4 separate regions of the Mus musculus genome follow, and all the other regions are linked to region 1. A link is a contact called in public promoter capture Hi-C data. All regions are on one chromosome and are shown on one strand. Each heading gives the region's core, a stretch centred on a gene start, on an enhancer-like site or on the middle of the called end of the contact. The rest is flanking DNA. Distances are from core to core; before and after follow the strand shown.

Region 1 (7,434 bases), core at 2,457-4,956:
GAAGGCTGCTTACTGGCTTCCCATGGCTTCCCAGGCCTTGGGGTGACACTCCCCTTAGTGGTCTGGGCTGTCCCAAGTCAATTATTAATTAAGAATACTCCTACAGAGTGGCCAAGCGATTCTGATGAAGGCAGTTCCTCAAGATTCCCTCTTCCCAGATATAATTACGTTTGTGTCAAGTAGACAAAAATTCTCTAACCTTCACAACCCAAGATAAAACCATACCATAAAACCTACTTGTTTCATTCACACCCACACCCACCCCCTTTGAAATTGGGTCTTACTGTGTTGACCAGGCTGACCTCAGAGTCATAGAAATCCACCTGCCTCTGTCTCCTGGGTGCTGGAATGAAAGGTGTGTGCCACATTGCCTTACTATTTAGCTGATTTTTGAAAAAAGTGTTAACGTCTATAAAACAATAATAGATTTTTGTCTTGTTCTTTTGCAAATGTAGCTAACAAGACTGTTAGAGTAACTGGACAATGTTGAGAGAGGTGTTTCAGAGAGAGGTCCTGAGACAAACTGTTCTTCAAGTGAGAGCTTTGCTACTTATCAATTCACATACAGTATGGTAGGGCTCTGAAGAGGGGTACTTCGGTTCCACCAAACTAAGCAGAGATCCTAGAAAAAAAGTTGCAGAGGGAGGAGGTGGTCCAAAGCCACAAGGTAGTAGGCATGGAAAGTACCTCATGCTACATGCTAGCTGCTTAAAGTCAGTTTGCCTCTATTTCTGGGTCAGCTGGGGAAGGCAAGATTTTGTGACTTCAGAGTCAAAGCACTGGTCTGTCATATTCCTGTAGCTGTTCCTGGAGGAAGGGAGGCTGCTTGGAGTGTGGCGTGATCTGTTAAGGCTGCAAACAGGACAATGCCCCCACTTTAAAAAGAAACCACTTGTTGAGGTGTTTGTTGTGCCTCATGTCTGTAATGCTATCACTCCAGGTGCTGAAGCAAGAGTATTCCAGAGAGTTCCAGGCCAACCTGGGCTAGAGTATGAGACCCTGTCTCAGAAAGCAACAGATAGGTAAGTAGGTAGATAGCTAAATAAATAGGGATTTTCTTTTTATGTCAATTAGGGATACTTAGGTACTATAGTGTCTATTAAACTCTCAAAATACTGCTATAGGATTATGATTCACAAACCAGTAGTTTCATCCATGTCTAGTTTCAATTTCAGCTAGGAGGTGAGTCTTTTATTGACCTTTAGACTTCTTTACTTTTAAAATGGGAACAGTAGAATACCCATGCGCAGCCTTGATGATTCTATCTTTCCTTCAGCAAATATTTATGAAGTGTGTACTATGAGCCAAGCATTGGTCCGGATACTGAAGATAATGCAGTAAACAAGGTCCTTTCTTGGAGTCTATCTTGCAGTGTGGAAAACATCAATACAGATAAAGATGTATCAATGTCAAGTATTTTGGTGCTACGCACTAGCCAGGATAAACCCAGAAAGGTGAACGCAGCAAAAATGAGAAGGTCTGAGAGTTCTGAGTAAGTGTTCGGCAAACATAACTCTCATAGGGCAGGGGTGTAACTCTGTAGATAGTAGGCTTTAGGAAGGCAGGGTTTTTCAACAAGAATCAAAGTGTAAAGGTCTTGGGGAGGGGCTGTGTAGCTTTGTGAAGGACCATGAGAGAGGCAGTGATCCTGGGAGAAGTTTGATCCTGAGAAGTGGGGCTGGAGCTCTGTCAGGTAGGCTATTGTAGAGCCTTTTGGATACAAGCTTCCAGTTTTGAGAGAGGTGGGAACCAACCAAAGGGTTTTTAGTGACAGATTCAGTTCTGTGGCAGATGTTAGACAGAAGGAAGCAAAACAAAAGTGAAGGCAAGAGGCCTCTTAGACCTTTAAGGAAATCCAAGTGAGGAATGATGGCTGTTTGTTTGGTCCAAGGTGGGGATTGGTGGAGGAGATAGGAACTGGTTAGAGGCTGGATTTTTGATACAGGGCTGATGTAAAACTTGATGACGGGTGTGGTGTCATAAAAAAAGAAAAAAAAAAGGAAAAATCAAGGATGAAACCAGAGTCTTGACTCCAAGAAAGCCAAGGATGGAGTTCCCATTCATTTCTTGGGAGGGAAAGGGGATGAGCTAGGAGGGTTGAGTGCCTATTAGACGTCAACAAGAAGTAGAACATTTGATAAAGAGCCTTAGATCTAGAAAGGGTATGACCCAGAGATACAATGGGAGCGTACCCAGTGTGGAAGCATATTTAAACATTAGGAGACCAAGAGATAAGGATCATATTGACAAAATCTAGCTCTACACCCTCTCTGTCTCCTCCCTCCAGTTCTTCCCCTCCTCCTCTTCTTCCTCCTCCCCCCCCCCTCCTCTGTATAATGGAACCCCAATCCTCAGGTATACTGAGGAAATGCTATCACTGAGCTATATTCAGCTCTTTTTATTTGTGTTATTTTGAGACAGAAGCCGCTAAATTGCCTGGGTTGGCCTCCAATCTGCAACCCTCCTGATGTCAGCTTCTGTAATAACTTCAGGCATGTCCTACCAGGGCTATTTGTTCTTTTGTTTTTCTATAAAGATTTTATGACTGATAGGTCAAAACTATCTTTAAGCATTTAATTTCCTTTTTGAATATTCAAATCTATAGTACTATTTTGTTGATGTTTTAAAGACTGTAGATATTCATACAGTATGAACATAGGTTATAATATAGCAAAAATGGTAAAGAAATTCTTGAATTGCAAGTTGTAACTATCATTACAAAGGCAACAACATAATCCATTACATTTCTAAGTTCCTATTAAATCTTTATCAGTTGCCAATATTTTTCAAACTGATTACATGCATGTTGAAATTACAAAAGTAACTCATTAGTAAAATGCATGCTATATCAAACAAAACAAAAACTATTAAAAGCTACAACGTGTCCTTTCATTTTTTTTCAGGTGGATTGAATTATTAAATTTGGATGTCAGAGTGCAAATTCCTCTTTGAAACGGATTTCCTTGCCTTCTTACCAGTCCTAATCGTTCTTATGAAGATCCAAACTTTAATAGAAGACTTCAAAGCATACGCAGGCAGTTCATTTTCTTACATTCAGCGAAAGAAAAAGTGAATATATGGGAGGCAGAGGCAGGCGGATTTCTCAGTTCGAGGCCAGCCTGGTCTACAAAGTAAGTTCCAGGACAGCCAGGGCTACACAGAGAAACCCTGACTCGAAAAGACAAAAAAAAAAAAAAAAAAGTAAATATAAACTTGTTTAAACAATACATTAGCTACTGGAGTCTCTCTCTCTCTGTAAAGCTTTTTTGTTGAGTATATCAAATCTAGAGAACATCTGGGGCTCTAGCTTTTTAGGGGCGCCAAATGCCCTAAAGAGGGAGTAGAGAGAGCCTATTTTGCCCAGCAAACGGAGCTAGTGCCCTCAAGGACTCCCTAGCACCCTCCCCATTCGGACCACTTAGATCTTAGATAGGGCCTGCCTCAGTTCGTAGGCAGAGGGCACCTGAGTTGCACCTAAAGCAACCCAGCAGGAGAATCCAAACTGGCCCTAATCCGTTTCGTAAACGCACTAAGACCCTTCAGACTAGCCCTGCCCTGAAAATGACCCGCAGTTTCAGCTTATTCCGCCCTTCTCCAAGATGGCTGTGGCTGGCGCTGGGGATGCTGGGCGCGCTGCTTGTGAAGCGGAGCTGCCGGGGGCGTGTCTGGGGCGGGGCTTCCTGGACTCGTGCGCTGATTGGCCGCGGTGGCCGACCGGCCTCCGGCGCTGGTCCATAGCGGGCGCCGCGGCCTGGGGCTGGGATGTGACCCGCAGTGGGCTCCCGGCTCCGGGTGGTGACGGCTGTGAGCGGCGGCGACTGCAGCGAGGTCGGCGCAGGCGGGCGGGCGAAACCAGGGCGCCGAGAGCTGCTGCCGACAGGGCCGCGGGATGAGGAAGCGGACCGAGCCCGTCACCTTGGAGCATGAGCGCTGCGCCGCCTCAGGCTCGTCCTCCTCCGGCTCGGCCGCCGCGGCGCTGGACGCCGACTGCAGCTTGAAGCAGAACCTGCGTCTGGCGGGCAAGGGGACGGCAGAGCCGCACAGCGCATCCGACGCGGGCATGAAGCGGGCGCTGGGCAGGTGAGATGCGGTGCAGACACGCGCGGGCCCCTCACCTGGAGGGCAGGTAGTCCCAGGCTCCCACCTTCAGAGATCTGCTGCGGGAGCATCACACGGTTCCATCCTCCCGGCGTCCTCTTCGACCCTTCTAAAGACTACCTCCCCTCGTCTGGCCCGCAGGGACCGTCCAACCCCATTCTTTCCTCCAAACATCTGCCTCTGGAGCTCTCCTTCAACCCCCATCTCACCCTCCCACCCCCTCCACGAGCTGCTCACTAACCCACCCAGCACCCTGGCTGGCATCCTTATCAGGTTAGCCTGCAGAGATACTTAGTGGTTGAGTCCATAGTAATCAGGGGCCCAGTATTCCTGACTGGCTCTGGAAAGAGTCTCCCGAGGAGTTTGAAAGGCTGCCCTTAAGAAGAGGACCACGCAGGGTGAACGGCAAGACCAAAGACCCTGCAAGTGCTCTTAGCCAGTTCACCTGCTTTGCCTTGACCGTATATGGAGCTCAGTAGCAACTCTCCTGTCTGGTCCTTCCCTTCGCTAGCTAATCGCAGGTCAGAGCTGCATTCACCGACCCCCTTTCAAGGGTTAAGCCGTTTTCAGAATCCAAAGGAAAGGATGGATGGATGCATCCATTCTCAGCTGTTGGAGAGAACTGGTGGTTGTCTATGCAGGTAGTTAGTTACAAAGCACTTGAAATCTGCACAGGAATTGGTCATTGAAAATTACTCTGTAAGGTCCTGGAATCTTCTGGGATTGGTCGGTGAGTTAGACTTGCATCCTTCTTTTAGGATGGAGAAGAGGCAGTTATGTAAAGCTGATCTCAAAATTGAGTAGCCTGTTTTATATAGGAATAGGTTTCTTTCCCTCTATCTGGTTTCTTAATTTGATAGTTTGTAGACTATTATCTCTGTTGGCAGTTTTGAAGCCTTGATAGTGTATGACCAGAAATATTAGTTTGCAATGTTCCTAAGTCAGGAGTTGTAGCAGTCATTTCTTTTTGCATCAATTGATCGTTTGTTGTATATGTTAAACATTTACCCAAGAAAGAAAATCAGAGCTTGAAGCTCTGTGCTTAAAAGATCATGAACTTCAACTACCGAGATCTTTAAGTCAGTGATTCTCCATCTTGCAGAAAGACCAGAACTGGCTGTTTGTAGGTAAAATTTACTACCAGAGCGTGGGTGAGATTGCTGATCTGGGGAAGGCTCCTGCCATCAGGCCTAATGACCTGAGATCTATCCTTCTTGTGACTTAATGGTGAAAGGAGAGAACTGTCTCCCATAAGTTGGCTTTTGACCTCCATGCAGACCACCTCACATACATGCACACAAAATAAATGGATAGCATGTAATTAAAAATGAACTAGCAGGTGATCAATCTTTTGAAAGACTTATGTACTCTTTACTTTGTCTTAAGAAAAGTTTACCTTCTTTAAAATCCCTTGATAATTCGATTGCACTTTTATTCATATGCTTTGCATATAGCTTAGATAACTTAGAAATTCTTTCGTTGAAAAAAAATCAAATTGCTATGTACAGCCATGTTTGGGAGGCCAGCAGGAATACTGCTCTGACACCTTCCTTGCATTAAAAGGACCTGATTGATATTGTAGTACAAAGAGAATCATTCAGATGGTGCCCACATCCTCTGAATGAACAGAGGCTTTGGGGGAATAAAGCATAATGAAGGAAGGCCAGATCGGACCGGACCATTACTCCATAGTTGTTTTCCCCTGTTGCCTTGGCCAGGCTTTCTGGCGCTTCACTCAGGCCAGCCCAGCGCAGCCCTGTTTACCGTCTTACTTACCTGACTTTGTAACGCATGAATACTTGTTGAGTTGTTTTACCTGTCTCCTCCCCAACAAGAATGGAAATGCAATGAGAGTAGGTTGCTCTCTCCACCTCTGCATTCCCAGGGCATGCCAAGAGATAGCAAACAAACAAACAAGCAAACAAATAAAATTTAAAAAGCCCGTTGAGTAAGTGAGTATCTACGGAATAAATTCCTAGAAGTGGAGTTGCTGGCCGGAGGGTGTGTTGATAACTAGCAGGTAAAGCCAAAGTCCGCACTGAAGAATTAGTACTGATCGTGACCTCTGTCAGTGTAGGTTGCCTGCTCCTAAGACATTTGGACCTTGCTTATTTCTTTTAACTCTTCTTTTTGGATACTTGTAGCGACATGCAAGTGGATAAAATCTTCTGATGGCCCTCTATCTGTCACACACTTTTAAGCTGTCACTGTTTAGCATCTAGAATCATTCCTCTTCTCGCCATTTTTTCCCCTCAGGGTGGGAACTAGACTATTTTTGAGCAGATTTTATTTATAAGTACTTTAGAATTACTTGAATGAAAAGAAGTGATTTGAAACAATGTAATAGTGGGGTATCATATATCAGCTATGTATAACATCCAGTCTGCACAGCCATTTCCTAAAATCTCAGAAATGCCTTACTGATTACTTTATCTTAAAATTCTGTTTTTCTTTTTCTTTGTTCCCTATGTACTTCCTTTAGAAAAATTCTATACACTCTTTTTATTTATTTATGATTTTGTGTATGTATGATTTGTGTGTGGAATTACTTGTGTAATGTAAAGGTCAGAGGACAATTTCAGGAAATTTGTTTTCCCTTCTACTTTTATGTAGGTTCTGCTGTTGAACTCAGTTCTCCAACACCCCTTTACTGGATAAGTCATCTTGCTGGCCTCTCTCCTATGCATTTTTATCCTAATTATTTCTTTTGTTGTTGTTGTTGAAAATAGGATTCTTTATCATAGCATGTATTCTTATTGTTTTAGCTCATAACTAGTAACATTATTTCTCATGGTTTTTACAGTCCATTCTCTTTGGTCTTCTAAGTCTTCTGTGATGACAACTGTAAGTAATAAGAATTTTGTCCCTTGTCTTCAAATTTTTATGTCACTTGTTTCCGTCTCTTTCCTGATGCATGGTATATCCTGACAGAAAGCCAAGTACTATCCATGATTCTGGACATCTTTGACTAGTCCATGACTTTACTGACAGCCAAGAACTGTGGGTGATACCGGGTACCTTGACTAGTTCATGACTTTATTACAGTTAAGTGCTATGTCTGATACTGGGCACTTTCATGCTTTTACTGATAGTGTTTTTGATGGTTTGTTTGTTTGTTTGTTTTTGGTTTTTGCCATTAAATGTAATGCTAGTTCTTTTGCTAAGGAGTTTGTTGCTGGTGTTTTTTTTTTTTTTGTTGTTTTGTTTTTTTTTTTTAATGGTAGCTGGATTTTTAAGTGCCATTTGTGTGGGGTGGTTTTTTTTTTGTTTTGTTTTGTTTTTTTTAAATATGGTCTAATCAACTTAAAAACAAAACCAAAAAATCCCACTGTAGCT
Region 2 (7,434 bases), core at 1,867-4,366, 2.5 Mb after region 1:
GCCCAGGGACACCCTGATTTCTGGCTCACTGTTGAAATGTGTCCTTCATCACCAAGGCAGCAGCTGCTGAGGTCACTGGGGCCACCCTGTTTCCCATCATTCTCTTGCGCCTTCTCCATTCTATCTGCTACAAGGCTCATAACACAGTGCAGCCCATGCTCTCACCACCATGTTGGTGACAATGCTGCCAAGTACACAGTAGGTGATCATTGTGCACTCAAGGAAGAAGAAACCACAAAGGCATACACAGGCACCTATGGATGGTAGGAGATGCTGTGGGCTACACTATTACATAGTTTGTCTCTACACCTCCAGGAGGGAGAGAGAGAGAGAGAGACAGAGAGAGACAGAGAGAAGCCAGATAAATCCTGGAATGACTTCTAAGCAACAAACCTGCTGCTAACTGAGACTGAACTGATCATTCCAGTTCCAGTGAGATGTGAGATACCTTTTTAAAATCAATTCAGAAAAAAAGCTCAGAGTACTCAGCAAGACTGCAAAGGAGAAATAGGGAACTATAGGCTAAGTCTCGCCAGGCTTGGGATTGTTCTGGAACAGTCCCCACATTCTTTTCTGGTCCTGGAAGCCCAAGTTTGCATGCTGACCATCACCTAACTCCACTTCTCAGTGTCTACAAAAAGTTCTTATGTTATCTCTTCAGTTTTCCCCAAAGGATTCCAAAGAAAATCCCAAATCATTTCATGTCCTGGGGCTCTACTGTCTTCTGTATCCTGCCTCCCATGCCTCAGGCTCTAGGCTCAGTGCAACCAACCCCTTGTCCACAAGGCCATGGTGTATATTCTTTCCCACATGTGCCCCATTCTTAGATATCTTCCCCTTAGAACATTGTTTCTTAATCTGTGGTTGCGACCCTTTCAGGAGTTAAGTGACTCACAGGAGCCACATATCATATATCCTGAATGTCACATATTTACATTATAATTCATAACAGTTGCAAAATTACAGTTAAAAGGTAGTAATGAAAATAATTTTATGGTGGGGGGGGTGGTCACTGCAGCATGAGGAAGTGTATTAAGGGGTCACAGCATTAGGAAGGTAAAGAACCACTGCCTCAGAGTCTAACTCCGTTGCCCTTTTTATTCCCTTCCGTACTGCCTACTTCCCACTACCAGCTTCGGATTCTGATAATGGTCTTTTCTGCCACCCCTTGCTTTGCCTTATGTTGCCTTCAATGAAGTGAATCAATACTGAATTGTTCACATTTGTCACTTTTTGAAATCATGAAGGTAAGAATACCTCCCTGTAATTAGTGTTTAGCCTGGTATCCAATATGAAAAGTTATTAGACTGGTAGATGGCTGAGTAGATGGATGGATTAGTGCATGGCTGAGTAGCTAAGTGGATGATGAGGTGGATGGAATGCTATGGACACCTGAGAAAAGGTTTGAGTGAATTCTTGGGAATCAGGTCTTGTTAGTTCTGAACTCCAGATAGCATTCCCCTAAAAACCTGCCTAGACAATATCCTGAACCCCAATAAAAGCTTTGATATCCTCTCTTCCTCTCTCCATCCTTCTCCCCCCTTCCTCCCTAGTCTCCCCCTATCTTCTCTCTGTCCTTCCCTCTCCTTATTTCTCTCCCCTCCCTCTCCCTTTCAGTGTTGCCATAGTTCCCCACTTCCCACTAACATTGAGATCTGTGGTAACACAAATCTCTTAATTCACATGTTCTTTTGGGTTGCTTCCTCTTGCAAGTCACGACCACACTCACAACCGTGGGCATCTTGGGAAGAAGAAATTGCATCTAATAAAGAAAACAAAACAAAACAAAACACCCCCCCACCCCACCCCAAAAAATCTATCAGGACATTTGCCCGTGTCAAGCCCTGCCTCTGGAAGGGGCATATGATCTGGCAGGCCAAGACTAGAAATTGCAAAGTGACCTCAAAAGCAAGTGAGAGAACAGTGTAGCCAGCTGCCAGCAATAGAGGAGTGAGTGCTCAAGATCTGCCCAGAATCCTGCCTCAGCTGGATCCTGCCTCCACTGGGATGACTCTGTGAAGTGGCTTTTAACCTATCTTAGGAGGCTGGGCTCATTAGCACACTTGTGTGGCCTCATTCTGTTACTACTTTCCTTTATCTCTTAATCTAACACTTTCTCCAAAGTGTTAGACTCTGAGTCTAGCTGGGGTCAAGTAGAATATGGTGGTGGTTGGGGACAGGGGCAGTTAAACGTAGTTTCCACCTTCCAGTGGCTAGCTTTGATTGAGACAGGCCTTGGCCCAGGTGCTGTGAGCTGTAACGCCTGCCCGGGTGTTGATTCTTACATCGTGATTTTGAGCTGCAGCCTCTGATTGTGCTCCTGTGCCTTTGAACTCCGCCTAAGCCTTGGGTTAGGGAATATGACAAGGCAGGCCAGGTTCATTTTCCCATCTTTCTGATCTTTTGGGGACCCTGACACTTCATTTATAGTGCACTAGGAAACCCTGAAAACTATTTTCACCTTTTTAAAAAATATATATATTCTCATGGAGATTGACATTGTTGGAAACCCAGAAATTCCCACAGCCAAAATCCTATTTAAAAGCTTCCTGTCTATTTAAAGTTCATGATGGGAAGAATAAAAGAAAAAAACGACTCCAAAAACAGAGACAGGGTACAAGATAGGAAAAAAAAGCAGATCCAGTTTGCTTCTAAAAAAGGCCGAAAACTATAATCTTTCCATGCCCTTGTGTCTCAAGCGTCACATATTTTTCTTTCCCTTCTGGTGGTTTGCAATCTGAAGTGGAATTTTATCATGGGTTACTTGGATGATACTTTTCAAGTCTCTACCCTCCCACCCCCCAAAGTCTCTGCTCACTGGACAGCATGCCACTGGGGCTCTTTGTGGTATGGGAAAGTGAACGGACTCAAAATAAAGCAGCCATATCTCTTGGATCCTCTGTGTTTCCACAGCTCTGAGCCAGAGACTGCCCTCTGAACAACAAAACCGTGATGAAGGCAACAGGAGTCAGAAGGCTATTCATGGCAGGAAACCCCAGCATCCGGTGAGAAATAAGAAGTAGGAGAGCACAGGATGCGCCCTGGGTCAGGAGGACGTGAAAAGCGAGTCTTTGTAACCTTCTCAATGCCAGAGCTGTGGTAGTGTGAAAGCAGCAGTGCGCCTCTGCTCCCTTCAGAGCACAGCCTGGTGTCAAGGTCCAGGTTCCACCGGCTGCTGCTGTCACCGCAGGGGAGTCTAGCCCCTCCCAGAAGGAGACACAGAAGAATGGCCATCTCAACTGGTTTGTTCCTGCTGCTGGGGCTCCTTGGCCAGCCCTGGGCAGGGGCTGCTGCTGATTCACAGGCTGTGGTGTGCGAGGGGACTGCCTGCTATACAGCCCATTGGGGCAAGCTGAGTGCCGCTGAAGCCCAGCATCGCTGCAATGAGAATGGAGGCAATCTTGCCACCGTGAAGAGTGAGGAGGAGGCCCGGCATGTTCAGCAAGCCCTGACTCAGCTCCTGAAGACCAAGGCACCCTTGGAAGCAAAGATGGGCAAATTCTGGATCGGGCTCCAGCGAGAGAAGGGCAACTGTACGTACCATGATTTGCCAATGAGGGGCTTCAGCTGGGTGGGTGGTGGAGAGGACACAGCTTATTCAAACTGGTACAAAGCCAGCAAGAGCTCCTGTATCTTTAAACGCTGTGTGTCCCTCATACTGGACCTGTCCTTGACACCTCACCCCAGCCATCTGCCCAAGTGGCATGAGAGTCCCTGTGGGACCCCCGAAGCTCCAGGTAACAGCATTGAAGGTTTCCTGTGCAAGTTCAACTTCAAAGGCATGTGTAGGCCACTGGCGCTGGGTGGTCCAGGGCGGGTGACCTATACCACCCCTTTCCAGGCCACTACCTCCTCTCTGGAGGCTGTGCCTTTTGCCTCTGTAGCCAATGTAGCTTGTGGGGATGAAGCTAAGAGTGAAACCCACTATTTCCTATGCAATGAAAAGACTCCAGGAATATTTCACTGGGGCAGCTCAGGCCCACTCTGTGTCAGCCCCAAGTTTGGTTGCAGTTTCAACAACGGGGGCTGCCAGCAGGATTGCTTCGAAGGTGGCGATGGCTCCTTCCGCTGCGGCTGCCGGCCTGGATTTCGACTGCTGGATGATCTAGTAACTTGTGCCTCCAGGAACCCCTGCAGCTCAAACCCATGCACAGGAGGTGGCATGTGCCATTCTGTACCACTCAGTGAAAACTACACTTGCCGTTGTCCCAGCGGCTACCAGCTGGACTCTAGCCAAGTGCACTGTGTGGATATAGATGAGTGCCAGGACTCCCCCTGTGCCCAGGATTGTGTCAACACTCTAGGGAGCTTCCACTGTGAATGTTGGGTTGGTTACCAACCCAGTGGCCCCAAGGAAGAGGCCTGTGAAGATGTGGATGAGTGTGCAGCTGCCAACTCGCCCTGTGCCCAAGGCTGCATCAACACTGATGGCTCTTTCTACTGCTCCTGTAAAGAGGGCTATATTGTGTCTGGGGAAGACAGTACCCAGTGTGAGGATATAGATGAGTGTTCGGACGCAAGGGGCAATCCATGTGATTCCCTGTGCTTCAACACAGATGGTTCCTTCAGGTGTGGCTGCCCGCCAGGCTGGGAGCTGGCTCCCAATGGGGTCTTTTGTAGCAGGGGCACTGTGTTTTCTGAACTACCAGCCAGGCCTCCCCAAAAGGAAGACAACGATGACAGAAAGGAGAGTACTATGCCTCCTACTGAAATGCCCAGTTCTCCTAGTGGCTCTAAGGATGTCTCCAACAGAGCACAGACAACAGGTCTCTTCGTCCAATCAGATATTCCCACTGCCTCTGTTCCACTAGAAATAGAAATCCCTAGTGAAGTATCTGATGTCTGGTTCGAGTTGGGCACATACCTCCCCACGACCTCCGGCCACAGCAAGCCGACACATGAAGATTCTGTGTCTGCACACAGTGACACCGATGGGCAGAACCTGCTTCTGTTTTACATCCTGGGGACGGTGGTGGCCATCTCACTCTTGCTGGTGCTGGCCCTAGGGATTCTCATTTATCATAAACGGAGAGCCAAGAAGGAGGAGATAAAAGAGAAGAAGCCTCAGAATGCAGCCGACAGCTATTCCTGGGTTCCAGAGCGAGCAGAGAGCCAAGCCCCGGAGAATCAGTACAGGTAAAGTGCCATAGGTTACTTGGGTAGCTGGGCAGCCAGATGTAGGCCTGGGAGGCACAGACCACAGAACTGAGAGCAGAGACAAACAGTCAGCAGGCCATTTGTTGTTTAAAGCCAACCTCAGCAGCCCAGTCCAAAAGTGCCTATCTGTCCTATGAGTTCATGTGGAGTAGCGGCAAGGGGACCAAGGATGCAGATATGGCAGAGTTCCATGGCATCTCACACTGTAATCTTCTGTTTTCCACAGCCCAACACCAGGGACAGACTGCTGAAGACTATGTGGCCTTAGAGACAGCTGCCACTACCTTCAGAGCTACCTTCTTAGATGAGGGGGAAGCCACATCATTCTGAATGACTTGACTGGACTCTCAGCAAAAAAATTGTGCACCTTCCACTTAAGAACCTGGTGGCTTGGGATAGGCAGGTATTTTCTTGGTGCCTTTGATATGTCTGGGGGTGAAAGCTGTGTGTTGGTTTGTCATTGTGGGGAGTTTTGTGGATATTGACAGACCTCACTCAAACACCCTTTTCAAATCCAATAGCAACTGGTTCCTCTGGTTCCTAATTAGGGGGAAAGGAGTCAGAGGGGTGGGACAGGGTGGGGGGATGGGGCTTCAAAGTTTTTTCTTATCACTTGATTTATCATCGAAGGAGTTACTGGTGCTAATTACAATGGAAACAGTTCCTTTCCATCACAGGACAGACAGCAAACCAATTTAAAACTACTTAACTAGGTGAGAGTGCTCTACCCTTCCTATAGGGACTTTTTCAGGATGGCTGCCTTTGTGTACATTTGCCTTCTGGCATTTCCCCTTCACGTCCCCCCCCCCCCCCCAGCCCCCTTGGTATTGTTGAAACTGTCAGAATGAGAGGAAGTTCAACCAACTGCTTAGGGAGTAAGCTGGCAGGAAGTTTAGATATTGTATCCCCTCACTCTTAACTTTCTGATAGCCTTGGGTTTATGGGCAAGCAAAGTTACAAGTTGGGAAGTTGCTTCAAGTGAGTGAGAGGTCTTGGTAAAAGCATAATCCAGAGGGGGAGGCAGGAGGGGATTGTTTTAACAGATATTTGAATGAAAATATCAGAATGAACTGATGCTAACACACACCTGATTATTGAGAAACAATAACAAAACTCCTAGATTCATTTGTCTTTGCGCTAGCACAGGCCCCAACTCCACTGCAGGGCACCCTGTCTACCTTTATACTGTCCCTAACTGGAAGCTGGTACTGTAGGCTCAGAAAGCCTTAGGAGGCTTTCATTCTGAACGTAAGGAAAGGATGTGTGAGCCAGGTGATGGGCTCTATTTTAAATGCTCCCATTTAAGTTTACCTTAGTCCACTTCACAGTTAAAAGTACATCTGGAGGACTTGAGCCCTATCTTGTTGGCGTGACACATACCAAACCAAGGATTAGTCATGAAGAAAGTTCTCTCTCTCTCTTTTTTTTTCTTAAAAAAAAAAAAAAGGAGATAGAGGGGAAAGGGAAAGGGGAAGAGAGAACAGCTAAAAAATGTCCAGCCTTTAAAACTGCTTAGAGCCATCTTATGATTGACATGTTTATTTCAAAGTGTCCATTTACAAAAGTGTCCCTTAAACTTGCAAAAGTGTCCCTTAAACTTGCTGACGGTAATGTTGTTTCAGCTGCACAGGTCTGTCTGGGGACTGGAAGGCATCCCTGGTGAGTCACTTCAGTATCTCTGGGAGGCTTCATCTTAGTTGTCTCTGCTGTTTGAAAAGCTGAGACATGGAATGTGTCTCCATCATGAGATTCAGAGTCTTTGTTCTCAGACTAGAGAACTTTGGTTTCTAGGAACAAAGGCACCCATCCCTCAAGTTGATATCCAGGAATCGAACGTTAATAACAAGCAGATTCAAGACCTTTGGAAATATCTTAGAGAAATATATTAGAGAAATACCTTTTTTTGGCCAATTTAAAATGAAGATATTTTTATTAGTCTCTCTCTCTCCTCCCTCTCTCTCTCTCTCTCTTCTCTCTCTCTCTCTCTCTCTCTCTCTCTCTCTCTCTGAAAACACAAGGTGGAGAGTAATGGGAAAAAGATCGGGCTCAGTGGGATGCCTGAAATGAGTGCATTTAAAAATCAACTCAGCATCTGGCTTTCAGTTGAAGTTTGGGTGTTTGGAACAGGATCCCTGGCAATAACTGAGATTGGCAGCTAATCCATTACCAGCAGACCAGCATTACCAGCCTTTCAGATCATTCAGATGAATTTAGAGCCATGGTAGTATCTGCATATACGGACATGACCCTAAAAGCATCACTTTTACCTCCAGGCCT
Region 3 (7,434 bases), core at 1,580-4,079, 2.2 Mb after region 1:
CACCTTAGTTTTCCTTCTCTGATCGACCAAGACCTTGAACTGTGGGTCAGGATTATTATCTCCCTTAAGTTGCTTTTGGCAGAGTATTTTCTCAAAGCAGAAGAGAAATTAAGGTAAATGTCCTGGAAGAGGGGGCTGATACCCTAGCAGACTCCTTAGGGTAGGAAGGGTCACCAGAGGTGATTCTATTTCTCAGCTTGGGGGTCTCCAGACATACAACATGGTCAGCACTACCAGGGTGGACCAGGCTGTTGACTGACTTCCTCTAACCTATCTGTGGTGGCTTAAAACTGCCTTTAAGGTCAGCCTGGCCTATGTAGCAAGCTCTAGGACAACCAGTATTACAGAGAGACCTTGTCCCAGAAAAAAACAAAACAAAACAGCAAACAAATAAACAAGGTTGAGTCCCTCTCATCAAGAAATATCATCCAATTCCCCTCCCTGTATGTAGGCTAGCTTTACCTCTTTGCTTCGGTGTAGAAAAGTGTCACACCATTCTTTACTGTTGAGGCTTGGTTATAAAAGGTGGCCCTACTCTACCTACAACTCTAGCAACAGGCAGATGGCCACATCCTCTACTCACGAACGTCATTTTCTGTTAGAACTGGGGATTTCAGATGAGTTCAGTCATGCCTCTATGTTGGAGACCATACCGTGAGAAAAAGCCTTTCACAGTCTCCCACCCTGACAAGCCAAATGACCTTGTGCTAGGAGCTGCTCATCACTTCCTTCTCCCTGTTCCCTTTCTGGCACCTGAGGCTGTAAAAGCTGAATTCTTCCTTATCTCTTCCTGATTCCCATGACATCCAAGGACACGAGTTACTTGCTGAGCCCGGACTGACACCCAAGGCTGTTAAGGAGGATTCGAATTCCGGAGATAAGACGAAGAATGCCTGCCACCTGGAGCCTGACTTCGGCCTTCATGTCCCCAGATGCCCACTTCTTTGTTCTTTGTTAATTCCCCCTCAATCCCTCCCTATTCCCCTCGATGTATGCTTTAAGAACCACTGTTTCTGCCTAATAAACTGAGACCTTGATAGGAATCCCTTCTTGGTCTCGGCTTCTCCTTTCTCTCCCTCCCATTTCCGCCCAGGTTTGCAGTCCCCCTCGAACCCACGAATAACTGAGTCCTGCTGGGTGGGATAACCTCTATGGACTGTTTGATATGGAGAGTGGGCCTTTAACCTTCTAATCTACTCTTCTTTGTATTCACTCAGCTTGAATGTATCCGGAATGTCCATTGAATAGGATGTGCCCAGAGCCACTGTAAGGTAGGTGCCACAGTCTGAATGAATGAGCATCCATTAAAGGCAGATGAGTGAAATGTCTGGTTTTTGAGGTGTGCTTTGGGAGAATGTATTCTGGTTCCTTTTCATCCAAAGCTTTAGAATTTAGAATGATTAACTCCAGAATAGGGTAGAGTGGAGATCTGGACACCAAAGACTAGTGGCAGAGGGATCAATATTTCTTGACTATCCTGCAGAGTTGTTCCATTCAGCCAGGGTTGGGAATTGCTCTGATCAACACACTGCTGCTGCCCATGATGCTTAGGAGTTGACTCAATCCACCAAATTCCCCAACTGACTCCTTTTCAAATGCCAATGTTGGTTCACTTTTTGCAATTTTTCTCTCTTCAATCCAACATCCACTGCCACCTCCAATTTCCTACCTCCGTCTACCCTCCTGCTCCAAACTTGCAAATCAGTTCTCCAAAGTGAAAAAAAAAACAACAACAAAAAAACAAGCTCATAGTAGTTGTAAAAAAAACTATGCACCAAGAGCCGATATTCCCCTCTATCTTGAGAGCATCCTGCTATGGTTGGATCATGCCACACTGTGACATCAGTTTTGGTAGCTTGTTTCCAGGAGTTTAAACGCTCTTGCTATGTTCTCTGAAAACAGGCTTCATTTTCTTAGACAAATTCTGCTTGCCAGTTCCTACAGCGTATTCATGAAGAGTTTTAAATCATCAGAAACTCTCATTTGGCAGTAATTCTATTTGCTGCACCACCTAAGAAGTAGCACTGCCAAGCATAAATGGTCTAGACATTGTATTAAAAAACACCTCCCTCTGGGACAGGCCTAGAAGTCACTGGCACAGGATTGCATCTATCTATGGATATTTAGTAGATTAGAAGTCTTCCTGGCAGACAGGAATTTTGTCAAGATCCACCCACTATAGCCAGCATTATGTAAAGCATAAGAGAGTTCACTGGCTTATAGCCATTTAATAGAATTCAGTCAATAACAAGAGTAGATTGTGCCTACAGGAAAGATATGCAATCCATTTTTAAACAAGAGGACCAAATGGAAAGTTGTAGTTTGGGGACGCTTAAAATCAACTCTGAATTTATATTGGGGATGATGATGCATTTTTAATGTCTTGCTGTCAGAAATTAAAAATAGCTCTTTAGGCCAGCTGTTGCTGCTTTTCTGGCAGAGTTGGGAGGTGGGGCACCACATGGTTGACTAAATTGAGCTGAACTGCTGCATTAGATTAAATTTTGCAGTATTGCTTGTAGAGTGTCTCTCTGTCTCCCTCTCTCTGTCTGTCTCTGTCTCTATCTCTGTCTCTCTCTCTCTTTCTTTCTCTCTCTCAACCTTGAAGTCTACCTCCAAGGGTCCAAGGCCCAAGACCCCTCCAGAAGGCCACGCCCCTTCCCCCTCCTCCAGGGAGTCCGGGAGAACGCCCGGCCCTGCCCAGCAGCCTGCTGGGAACTGTAGTTGTGGTCTCTGACAAACTGGCATTAAGGTGGAATGTAGGACTACAGATCCCGAAAGGCCACGCGTGCCGCGCCTGCGTGTCCGCACCTGCTGGAGGGAGGGCTAAGTCGTCCCGGGAGCCTAGCTAGTCAGCAGAGGAGGCTTTGGCTGCAGCGGGTGACATGGACAACGCAGGGAAGGAGCGAGAAGCGGTCCAGCTTATGGCGGAGGCCGAGAAGCGAGTGAAGGCTTCCCACTCTTTCCTCCGAGGGTTGTTCGGGTGAGCGCCAGAGGTCTTGCCCTTAGGGGTCTTGGTGCCCGATCCCCTGCCCAGCCGGCTGCCACCGCAGAGTACCCCGCGCAACTGCTTAGGGTTACGGGATTCCCAGTGGCCCACGCTCTGTTTTGGGTCCCGTAGCATCCAGGGCCTCATCGCATCCCTTGGGCCGTGTCTGGGGTGTCTCTCCAGTCAGCACACACTGCAAGCCCCAGAACCTTTTGGGGATCCTCAGGCCTTGGACACCCCTCACCCACACCCGGAGAACCTCTAGCTCACAATCCCCAGGCACCCTTAAACAACCCAGAACACCTACGCGTCCTCGGAGATCTCTGTGGTCCCCCAAGTCCCATGCGTCGCCAACGGTCCGGTGCTAGCTCCAGGGTCCGCGCCAAGCTGCCTCTTCAAGGATGCCACCCCTCCTGGTGGACCAGATTTATTCATTTCCCCTGGTTGGGCCCGTAAATCCCCCGGGGGAGCCAGGACTGTGAGGTTCTGGAATTCAACCTGGAGTTTGGCAGCAGCTGGTGGCTCGTGGGGAGCGCGAAGTCTGCGCCCCTGTATCCCGGGCACTTGCCCGCTGGCCTTGGCTCAAGGGCCTTGAAATCATATCCTCCTTGGTGTGTTTTTCATTTGCCAGAGTGACTTGTATCCGTAGTTCAGGCTTCCCGTTTGATGAACTGTATGTAACATTGCTCCTTTTTAAAGTCAGAGTATCCTTTGGGAATCCCGTGATTTTGTTAATTCTTACATATCTTGGTAGGGAAGGGTTTGGTTTACATTCTGAGCTTTCAAAAAGCAAAACCTGCCCTGAGAGCTTGTGGAAGAATTCTGGGCTGTTGATTATGCGAATGATTCAGCTGTTTATGACAGCGGTAGAAATTACGTGTGCCTCTTCTTTTTTTTCTCCCATTTGAAAGTGAAAGATCTGTACCAAGAACAGATTTTAATTATCGAGAGGGACTAGAGGTACATACTAAACTGCTGCATTGTGAGACGCAGTTTCTGTAAAAATTCAGTATAGACACTTAAGTGCTGAAAATGTACCCAGTGAACTTTGACTTTTATTTTTACTTCATTCATCTGACTACTAATTACATTAATTATTATATAATAGTTTAATTGAGCCCCATTATGTTTGCATCTCCAGGAAATGCTTAGAGTCACATTGATACAGTTTATGGTACCATGGTCTGCCAAGATAGAGAAGGAGACCATGCTTGGAGACCCCTAAGGGCATTTGTCTCTGCTAGTTCTTAAATTTCTCATGTAATATGAAGCTTGGAAGTGTAGGTGTAAGTTATAGATACTGCTTCCTCTTTCAAAGGGACAAGGAGCATTGCAAGTGCCAAAGACTAATTCTTGTCTGAGTCACAAAACACACACTGGATTGCATTCAGTCTGTGTGAAATTTAATGGCAGAGTAGCTCACCTTGGGAGATGATGTTAATACACATTCCACATCGGGATGTGCTTCCTTGAGCCAGTTATGGACATTTAATTTTGGTCAAGAGGAGCACTGTTTTGAGGAAACTATGTCAAATCTTGAGACACTCATCGGAAAGGATTTTGAGGAATCTTTATTTCTGAAGAAACATCTTTTGGGCCGTTGCTGCCCTGTCAGTGGCAGGCCAGGTAGGAAGACTTTCATTTCCCATCCACGCTCAGTTTGTGTGGAGTCACTTAGAAACAGCAGTCCAGGTTGTTACCGTGGGGTTTGGAAAAGGTTAGCTTTGCTTCTTTGGGCCTCAGTTTCTTCTGCTATAATCCAGTGTGTCTTGTGATTAATAATCAATGAGTTTATAAAATACTTAGACCTGTGGAGGTTGGAAATGGCTGTGGCATGATTATCCACATACTTATCAGAGCTGGCAGTCCCTCTTATCAAAGAAGCAGAAGGGCAGATGGATTGAGTTTTATGGGATTTCAGAGCCAAAAGTGTGGTCACTAGCTTAAATGAATAAATACCTTAAGAGTCTTAGCCAGGTTAAGTGTCCTTTGCACTCAGGACTGGGAGGTTTCTAGTCATATTTGGTTCTGAAAGCTTAGGAGAAGAATATGTAGAACTTCATATGATCCATTATAAGTATATAAGTATTTGAAACCCCAAACTAGACCTATTTCTCTTTTAGTTACAATGGTCCTGTGGGTGTGCTATTGCAAGCATCTGTCATCACCTTACACGTTGCCCTGCCCCACCCCTCTTTGGTTCTATCCCTCATTTACGGTAGTGTTATCCATCCCCATGTGAGACTCTCAAGTTAACAGGGAATTAATCATGGCAAGTATCATCGGCGCTCCTGCTTAAGAGATGGACAGGTGATGATTTAAGGATGTGTCAGACATTTAAAAAGGCATTTGGCTTAATGCAGATGTTTCACGTCACTGACTGTTAATCTCCTAACTGCAGATTAAAGCGGAGCTTGACTCCATCTCCTGTATCCCAAACACCGCTTTTGTGATATACTTTGTTCTCAGTATTGTTACATAACTCTGCCTTTCTGTTGTTGCTTTAGATGGAAATATGCGAGGAAATCCATGAGAGTGAGTCTATTGGAAGCTTCTTCAGCTTGGTAGCTGGAGGTTGAGGGAGGGAGGCGTGCATGAGTACAGTTATCCCCCCAGCGAAGCTGCTACAGCTTCCCTACAAGAAAACCATTTGAAAGGATGCAGACAAGCCTGCAACCAATGTTACTTCTGTTTGGTTTTCTGTCTTATTCCCGGTTAAAGAGTAACTGTTTTTGTCTGGGTTTTTTTTGTTTTTTGTTTTTTTTTTTTTTTTTTTTTGGTTTTGGTTTGTTTGTTTTCTTTGTAGCTGTGCCGTCAAATTAATTCTCACTTTTTCTGAAGAGCACAACAGTGTGTAAGACCACCACTGAAAAAGTCAAAGTTTCACTTAGTGCATTGCCAGAGTGGAGCTGTGGACATTTGTAGTTAATCAAAGTTTAATTTAGCATCTCCGAGAACGGCTAGAAGGATCTTTAGCTGCCCAGACTGACAATGGGATACTTTCCAAGTGCAAAGACCTCCTTGCTATCTCCATTTGTTACTAGGGGAACCTGCAGTGAGGGCACAGAGCACACTGAAGAAAGCCGTACTTACTGAATGATAGGAAAGTGTTTCTGAGCTTCCTTCCTTTGTTTGTTTGTTTGCAGTGCTAGGGATGCAACCCCAGGCCTTGTACATTGTTAGGCAAACGTTTATCCTGCCACTGAGATATATTCTCAACCCCCTGATGGTTCCTTTTCAATGTTCCTTCATCTCAGGGTTAATAAACGAGGTGGTCTCGGTGTAAATTTAATGAAGGATCCTTTTGGATTACTGCAACTAAACATGGGTCTACTTCATGTCTGTCTGTGAAGATTCAGATATTTCTTAGATACTATAGACTAGATCCATATTGTTCCCTTGTTTTTATTTCAGTGAAGATTGCGTTTCCATGTTTAGCACAGTCATGTGATAGCTTTGAGAGAGAGCATTTACATCTTTCTCAGTTATGATTAATACTTAAATGTAAATTCAGTTTTTTTTTTAAAGTCATTAATCATCTGGATGTGGTGACACACACCTTAAATACTAGCATTCGGGAAGCAGAGGCAGGTAGATCTGTGTGAGTTCAAGGCCAGCCTAGTCTACATAGTGAATCCCAGGACAGCCAGGGCTATGTAGAGAAATATCTCAAAAACAAAACAAAAGCCAAACAAAACAAAAAGAATAGGAAAAATAATACCAAAAAAAAAAAAAAAATCATGAATGTGCTCACCCAGTAATCTAGAGGCTGAAGCTGGAGGATCTTGGGTTTCATGTCAGCCTGTCTCAAAAACAGGAGAGTAAATGTAGACTCGGTTACTTACGAAGATGAACTTACAGTGTAAGACATATGAGCGTGTTTATGTATACTTCTTATAACTTAAGAACTAAGATATGGATATGGATAATTGTTTATAGAAAAATAATAATACATGTCATTTAAATCTGTAATTCTGGGATTTTGTACTTCTGATTTTTTTTCAACTATTTTTTATTTCATGAGAATTATTCATGACACTTATGATTACAAATAATTCCTGGTTGATTGTTTATGTCAACCTGACACAAGCTAGAGTTATCTGGGAAGATGACTGCAGTTGAGAAAATGTTTCCCTAGATTGGTCTGTAGGCATTTTCCTGATTTAATTGTTAATGCAGAGTGGGAGGGTACAGCCCACAGGACTCTGTCCTAAGCTAGATAAGAAAGCAGGCTGGGTAAGCCGTGAAGAACAAGCCAGTAAGCAGTCTTCTTCCATGGTTTTGCTTCGAGTTCTGCCTCCAGGTTCCTGCCTTGGCTTCCATCACTGAACTAGGACCTGGGACGTGTAAGCCAAATAAACCTTTCCCATCTTAGAGTTGATTTTGATCACTGTGTCTTCTCACAGCAATAGAAACTCTAAGACCGCTCCCCGCCCCCAAACTGG
Region 4 (7,434 bases), core at 1,799-4,298, 2.0 Mb after region 1:
CTCTCAAATAATTCTGAGCCAACCGTATAATAGAGATATGGCAGGCAGTATGGTCACAGAGGTCAACATGCATATCACTTCTCTCCAACATGCTCCCATCCACATTAGTCCACCTTGGACCTTCTTTCTAGTGAGAAATGATGGGATAAGGAGGGTTCTCCCTGGTTCAACTCACTCTCTGTAAAACAATGGTCCTGAGATTAGAGCCCCAGAAAAATCCAATGTCTACCCAGCATTCTGCTCAGAGAGACCTGGCCAGATGCAGCCCTCTTTCCTATCTGTCTGTCAGTCTGCCTCCCCTTTTCTATTTATCTAGGAAAATATCACATACAGGTGTTTAACGATTTCCACTTTACAAATGACAATTGCTTTTCTTGCCGCAGGTGCTTTATCTTGTAGGGCAGCATAAACATTATTACTCTGGTACTCATAGTGGGGTTAGGTTATAGCAATGCCTCAGGGTCCCCTATTCTAATCCTTAACATAAATACTCATTAGTGACATTGTTAGTATCTGTTAGATTCCTGCTGATAGGGTCTAATCCAGAGCTCAGACCCAAGGTCAGAGCAGAGATGTCACTAAGTTACCAGTACCTACCACCCCCAATATAATCCTTCTTTGTATCCTTTGAGAGCCCAGGACCTTCCAGTGTTCCTCTCAAAACCAGATACCTTCACTACCAGCTCATTTGTCACAGGGGCATTTTCAAGTACAGAACATAAGAGAGTGAGGTTGAAAGAAGAAATAAAGTCAGCTATCTGCATAGAACTCAACTCAATCCTGTCTACTCCCAGTGGTGCATAGTGAGCATGGGCTTGCTTGATCCTGAGCTGGAGGGTGTGTCTGCCTACACAGTATCCACTTGAACATATATTCTACCTGAAGAGAAAGGGAACTAAGAATCTGGTTAAGGAAACAGTGCAAAGGAACCTCATGGTGCTTCTGCCCCAGAGGGCCAGACACTGCTCTCACTACATGTTTACAGGAAGTCCAAGAATAGACAGAAAAATGAGCCTCCAGGGACAGATGGACTGGCAAGGGTCCAGTGGGCACCAACACGGACCAAAAAGGCACCAGGGAACTTTACAAGGTCAGCCACATGTGCTGAATTTGTGTGCACTCATTGAAATTATTTTATACACATAAAATAAGTCATATGTTAACAATACCTCACTCCTGGTAAGTCAGTGGAAACTATGTAACCTTCCAATCAGAGGGAAATCACAGACCCACAGTGAGGCTCCCTTAGGGGAGCAGCTCGAATAGACCTTGTGCTTGAATGTTCATCCTCAGCTGCCTGCCCTCTCACTAGCTTGTCCCATAGCCCTCAAGCCCCAGCCTTCCTCTAGCATCCACACAGCTGCCAGAGTTAGAGTCCTGGCCCTACCCCTTCCCTGCTTATGTAAACTTACCCCTTGCCAGTGTTCCTTGTTTCTAAACAGAAAAGCCCTGTTGGACCTCATCACCTAAGCAGGGGTCATTCCCTCTGACTGGTGCTATCTCCCTGGTCTAGGTGGAACTCCTCGACTGTTTGAATCCCAAAGGGATCTTTCAACTAATATCTACTGGCACCCATCTCTTGCTCCCCCTATCTCACTTTCTACAGAGCATTATAATCATCTGATCTTAATTATTGATCACCTCCCATACTACCACTAGCACAAACCTTAAACTTTAAAGCTTAAACCTTATGCAGTACTATAGCCACCAGCATCAGCAGTTAGCAGATGTGGAAAGGGGGGTCAGACTGAGTGAACATTGGTCCTAAATGTTACAAATATACACAGACTCTAAAGGATTACTATACACATTAAGGAATATAATCTGTTTCCTTAAGAGTTATTATTATATATTGAAATTACATTTGATAGGTTAAATAAAACGTATTAAAGACTTCAATATTTGGGTTTTGTTATCACTGATTTGTCTGTTTGTTTTTTAACAAGAGGGTCTCACTGTGTAGCCCTGTCTTCTCCTCCTCCTCCTCCTCCTCCTCCTCCTCCTCCTCCTCCTCCTCCTCCTCCTCCACCTCCTCCTCCACCTCCTCCCCCTCCCCCTCTCCCTCTCCCTCTCCCTCTCCCTCTCCCTCTCCCTCTCTCCCTCCCTCTCCCTCTCCCCCTCCCTCTCCCTCTCCCCCTCCCCCTCCTCCTCCTTCTTCTTTTTCTTCTAAGATTTCACTGTGTAGCCCTTGCTGGCCTGGAACCAGAGATGTAGACCAAGCTGGTCTTGAACACAGATCTACCTACTTCTGCCTTCCATGTACTGGAATTAAATACATGCGCCATCATACCCAGCCTCATACCGTAGTTTTTAACCTGTCTACTAGGAAGCATAAAAGACACATGGGTTCATCTTAGATGGATATACTGGGCAGCCTGTTACAATATCCATTCGGGGCTTGGCCTCCTGTGGTATCTCCAGGCCCTAGAGTGGCCTGGTCTAGGAAGAAGCCTAGGATGGTTTCTTTAAGGATAATGAGTAGTTACACAGAATGCTGCACACTTCCCCACTCCCCCAAGATCAATTTATTTTCCTTTGACAAGTATCTTAGGACAGGGCCTTCAGGAAAATGAAATAATAGCCCTGCTCCGAGCATTCCCACATAGTGACCCTGCTCTCCATCAAGTGATCGAGGCTGAACTTTGAAGATGCAGGAAATTAAAGACTCGTTGCCCTTTTCCTTTCTGGAGAAACAGGGTTCAGATGTCACTGGCATTTTAGGGTCCAGAGAGCAATGACCAACTTCTCTGGTGAAACCACACTTCATGAAACAGGGAACTTGGAGTAAAAGGGGAAGCTGTGGAAAAGGGCACAGAAGAGGAACTGGTAAGAACAGAAAGCTAAGAGTGAAGAAGGAAGGGAGAGGCGGGGCAGGGATGGGGGAGGGGAGGCTCAGCAGGGAATGGGAATCTGGCAGCTCTTTAAGAGGTATCTGACCTACAAGGCAAGAACAGACTAGCAGCTGACTGAAGCAGAGGGAGGGCGGGGCCGTTCGGAAGAGGAGGCGGGGCCCGCTAGGGGGCAGACGGAAAAGGGAGGGTGGCCGCCGGAAAAGGAGGAGCCAGGAGAGGCGGGCGGGTCCCTAACGCTCGCATTTGGGTAAAAGTCGCACGGAGTAGCAGCGTCTGTTCTGCACCAACTCAGAGTCTTGTTGGAGCTTTATCCCTTTGTCCTAGCCAACCATGGCCAGCCCGCTGCGCTCCTTGCTGTTCCTGCTGGCCGTCCTGGCCGTGGCCTGGGCGGCGACCCCAAAACAAGGCCCGCGAATGTTGGGAGCCCCGGAGGAGGCAGATGCCAATGAGGAAGGCGTGCGGCGAGCGTTGGACTTCGCTGTGAGCGAGTACAACAAGGGCAGCAACGATGCGTACCACAGCCGCGCCATACAGGTGGTGAGAGCTCGTAAGCAGGTACGTGTCCCTGCTGTCCCCTGCTCTCCCGACGTCTCCAGGCCGCTCCCACCCAGGCACCCCTAGCTAGGGCGCGGTTTGCATCTGCAGTTGTTAATCAACACCTTTGCTTCTTATGGGAGCGGTCCTCTCTCTTCCTTTCTTCTCTGGTCTACTCATTGTGTTAACATTCATCTTTTGTTTATTCTGGAACTCAGAAGAGCCCAGCGGGTGGGCCTCCTAGCTCTGTTTCCAAAAGGCCACCCAGAGAAGGTACTAAGGATGTAGGTCAAACGCTCCCTGGGCGGAGCTCACCTCCCTTAGCCGCCTGGGGTCAATGTCAACTGCTAATGATCTGGCTTCACTTAATCGCGCTACTTGAAACTCATTCTGACAGACGGCAGATTTCACCCCATCCTTCCAGTAAACACTTGGCCATGTTCCAATCTCCTTGCTCTACTCAGGAGCACGTGTACGTGGGTGTGTGTTTATAGTCACTTATTTTTGTGTATACTTTCAGAGTCAACACTTCCGGAAAACAAGGGCATTCTCTACATACCCAAGATTCCATTTGGAAAATTGGGAACCCACGAACACTCAGGTCCTTCACTCAAAGTCTCAGTTTGCTGGTCTCCACTATGGACTCTGCTAGCAAGGGCCATTTCTATCCAGTCTGGCAGCCTGTCTTTTTCTCTGAGCACTGCCTGTGCTGCCTTGCTGTTTTGGTAGCACTGTAGAATGGTCCAGACAGCTGTGGTGATCAGTCCTGTACCACACAGTCAGGCTCCCTTCAGCCATGACTCGGTTTGTGATGGGTGAACCTCAAAGCTAAACAACCCCTTGATGCTGCAGCCGTATTAGCTTGTACACAGTGTGGCCAGGGCACATTTCTCAGAAGGAGCCTCTATCCTTAAGGGACACATAACTGTGTAGATTGGTGTCTGAGTTTCTTGGCTGTCATGTTGGTGCAGGTCACCAGGCAGGTCCCCTTGTGTCTTCTCAGAAGGTGCTGTCTAGTTGTTCTAAGAAGCCTTGCTTCCCTCTTCTTGTGGCCCTGGAATATCCTCGGGATATCCCTCAGGGGTTTTGCTAATTACCCCCCAAGATAGCTCTAATCACCCTCCACCCACTGAGTAGATGGACAGACTACCTTAGACTTAGACTCTGACAGAGGAGCTAGCTGCAGGAGCTGCTAAAGCCCCAAAGTTGACCCAAAGGAAGCCCAGGTTTTAGACGACAAAGAGTTGTATGCCAGTGTGTAGAGCTCATTTCTACCTTCTCTTGAAAATACAAACGAGTTAAATCCTGCTCCATTTTTTTCTCCTGCTGCTGGGATCAACCTTGAGAAAACTCCACTTCCCAGCTGCCTTGGACCTTGAGGGCCAGTGCACCTCTTAATTGTGGCAACAGATGGAGCAAAGTATAAGGAGTTGTAGGTTCTTTGGTCTGCAGGTCTCCTTTAACTAGTAGGAAAATCAGGACATTCTCCCAAATCCAGAGCTGTTTTTGGTCCTGCGGGGCAATCAATACACAGAGCCCTGTACCCCTCCACCCCGACCTATGTCCCTCAGTTTGTGCTTCCCATTTCTGACAAGTTGATCTGGTGTGCCCCATTATGGGGAGAGGGATAAGTGCTATTCTTAAATTGCAAATGGAAGACCTACAGGGAAATGACATGCTTGAGAAAATTCTGGAGAGTCTCTCTGAAGGAGAAATCATTTAAGAGTGCTCTTCCCTCTGACTTGAAACATCCCCGTGTGTGAAGCATCCCATGTCCTCTTGTCCCTGAAAGGAAGGAGTCCTAGGTAAATAAATATGTTCTCTCTAGGCTGTGTATGGGGAATGGCTGGCTCTCCACCAGTGCTGTCGTGTCTGAGCCTGAGGAGCCACAGTCAGCAGAATTGAGTTAATCCCACACTGCAGCCCAGAGCCTTTGCTTATGCTCAGAGAACAAACCTAGGCTCCTAGAACAGCCTTCCCTACTCACAGAAAGGTTTGTCAGTGCTAGCTTCTGCCTTTTGTGTTCTGCTTCTCCTCTTAGTCAGCTACATATGACAACTTGTCAGAGTTGCTCAGAATAAAACAATTGCCAACAGAGCCTGGGGCGCTTGTCTGTGGGTGAGATTTCTGGCTGCCTATGAATCCAGGCATAAGTCCTAGGTAAACACTTCGGGTCTGTGATGGAAGGCAGCTGTGTGGAAGTCACTTGACTGCACTGTTCAATCCTGCTCTTCTCACTGTAGCTCGTGGCTGGAGTGAACTATTTTTTGGATGTGGAGATGGGCCGAACTACATGTACCAAGTCCCAGACAAATTTGACTGACTGTCCTTTCCATGACCAGCCCCATCTGATGAGGGTAGGTACTTGATATCAGCCTAAGGGCAATCGTGCAGGCAAAAGTTAATAATGGTGATTCATAAATGGATACAGGTGTTGGGCACATGTATGTTCATGCCAATGCAAATATGTATCCCTATAGGGGAGGGGTTTATTTGCACATGATTAATTGCTGAATTAATTTTTCCTGGGAATTGGGCTATTGATGTTCAGTTATCCCTACTGAGCTAGAAGCAACTGCAAGTATTCTTGCTGGGGAGAAAGGCTCTTTTTAATCCTAGCCAGAGCCACCTGCCAAGACCACATGAAAGAGAACAGAACCTATTTAATGGTTGGAGTCTTCTGTGCCTCTTCTACCATGTCTGCAGGGATGTGACACCATGGTTGTGGTGATAGCTACATTTTCCTTATCATCCTTCCCTATACCTTTGCCACTTTTAGAGATGTGTCCTATGCCTGGGCTTCTTTCCTGGTGGCCCTCTTAGTACTTAGGTGGAGGGCTCATGGGCCCTGAGCCTTTTCCACTGCCTTGACCTCTAGGGCTCCCACACCTTAAAAGGCTACTCCTTAACAAGCTGTGCTGGGGCTGAAGAATATGGTCTTGTGGAACCAGGAAAGGGGACACATACCATCCAATAATAGGGATGAACAGACCCTGCTAAGTGTCCTGGGACTCAGAAGGGAGAAGGGTTTAGCTTCCATCATTGCATACACTTGTTCCATCATCCCGGAGTGGGTATTTGTCTTTGCTGTAGCTTCACACTGATTGTTTCTCTTTGTTCCCTTTTGCAGAAGGCACTCTGCTCCTTCCAGATCTACAGCGTGCCCTGGAAAGGCACACACTCCCTGACAAAATTCAGCTGCAAAAATGCCTAAGGGCTGAGTCTAGAAGGATCATGCAGACTGTTCCTTACTTGTGCTCCTTCCCTATAGTGTTTCATCTCGCAGAAGGGTGCTCCGGCTCTGGAGGGCACCGCCAGTGTGTTTGCACCAGGAGACAGTAAAGGAGCTGCTGCAGGCAGGTTCTGCACATCTGAACAGCTGTCCCCTGGCTCCACTCTTCTTGCAGTACCTGCCATGCCTTGCTCAATTAAAAAAAAAAAACTCCTTTGGCTCTGTTTGAGTTGTTTCTGTCTCAGGATAATGCAGCAAGGAAACCCAGAAAACAAGTGTGTGTGTGTGTGTGTGTGTGTGTGTGTGTGTGTGTGTGTGAGAGAGAGAGAGAGAGAGAGAGAGAGAGAGAGAGAGAGGGAGAGAGAGAGAGAGAGGGAGAGGGAGAGAGAGAGAGAGAGAGAGAGAGAGAGAGAGAGACCCAGAACCCACACAGCACCAATTCCTATACTATTGGGCCTGGGTCACTGGTGTCTATGGGGTGACAGGGATACTCCCAGCCCTTCTATGCCCTGATATAACACAAGTCTTTTCATGCAGCTTCAGGGGAGATTTAACCCAAATGAAACAGACATAAAGTCAATTCCAACTTACAAGTAGGGAGTTTTAGTTAATATCACCTTAGTGCCATGATTGCATAGATCTGGGGAGGCTACAAGGTTGTATAAAATACAAGTCCTCATATCCTATTGCTCAATGTCCATCCCCATGTCCTCCAATGTAAAGGGGAGTAGCCAAGCTACTGGGACCTGTGTTCAAATCACAAAGGAGATCAGAGCTGCATTAGGAAGCTGTCTTCAGGCCACTGGTGTGAACACT

What was found. Promoter capture Hi-C pulls out the DNA fragments that hold promoters and counts their contacts.
Region 2: a promoter capture Hi-C map of the C10 cell line shows a contact between it and region 1, with 6 times the contacts expected there. The contact joins the promoter of Cd93 here to the promoter of Abhd12 in region 1. A contact is called at or near these places in 2 of 39 promoter capture datasets (the C10 cell line and pre-B cells) and 1 of 9 other capture datasets (liver).
Region 3: a promoter capture Hi-C map of hippocampal neurons shows a contact between it and region 1, with 5 times the contacts expected there. The contact joins the promoter of Napb here to the promoter of Abhd12 in region 1. A contact is called at or near these places in 6 of 39 promoter capture datasets (cranial neural crest, hippocampal neurons, liver and 2 more) and 1 of 115 datasets of contacts at active chromatin or transcription factors (astrocytes).
Region 4: a promoter capture Hi-C map of pre-B cells shows a contact between it and region 1, with 3 times the contacts expected there. The contact joins the promoter of Cst3 here to the promoter of Abhd12 in region 1. A contact is called at or near these places in 10 of 39 promoter capture datasets (the C10 cell line, the HPC-7 cell line, cranial neural crest and 6 more), 2 of 484 Hi-C or Micro-C datasets (B cells and CD4 T cells), 5 of 115 datasets of contacts at active chromatin or transcription factors (astrocytes, bone marrow-derived dendritic cells, embryonic forebrain and 2 more) and 2 of 9 other capture datasets (adipose tissue and liver).

Annotation. Positions count from the first base shown.
Region 1 is chr2:150,901,003-150,908,436 of GRCm38.p6, reverse strand. It overlaps Abhd12 (abhydrolase domain containing 12), which reads left to right and starts at 3,706. Exons shown (of 13, transcript NM_024465.3): 1 at 3,706-4,080. The coding sequence starts at 3,890.
Region 2 is chr2:148,439,217-148,446,650 of GRCm38.p6, reverse strand. It overlaps Cd93 (CD93 antigen), which reads left to right and starts at 3,116. Exons shown (of 2, transcript NM_010740.3): 1 at 3,116-5,136; 2 at 5,384-7,434. The coding sequence starts at 3,227. The coding sequence ends at 5,408.
Region 3 is chr2:148,727,815-148,735,248 of GRCm38.p6, reverse strand. It overlaps Napb (N-ethylmaleimide sensitive fusion protein attachment protein beta), which reads left to right and starts at 2,829. Exons shown (of 11, transcript NM_019632.3): 1 at 2,829-2,983. The coding sequence starts at 2,886.
Region 4 is chr2:148,871,126-148,878,559 of GRCm38.p6, reverse strand. Cst3 (cystatin C) reads left to right here and starts at 3,048. Exons shown (of 3, transcript NM_009976.4): 1 at 3,048-3,407; 2 at 5,630-5,743; 3 at 6,517-6,838. The coding sequence starts at 3,183. The coding sequence ends at 6,600.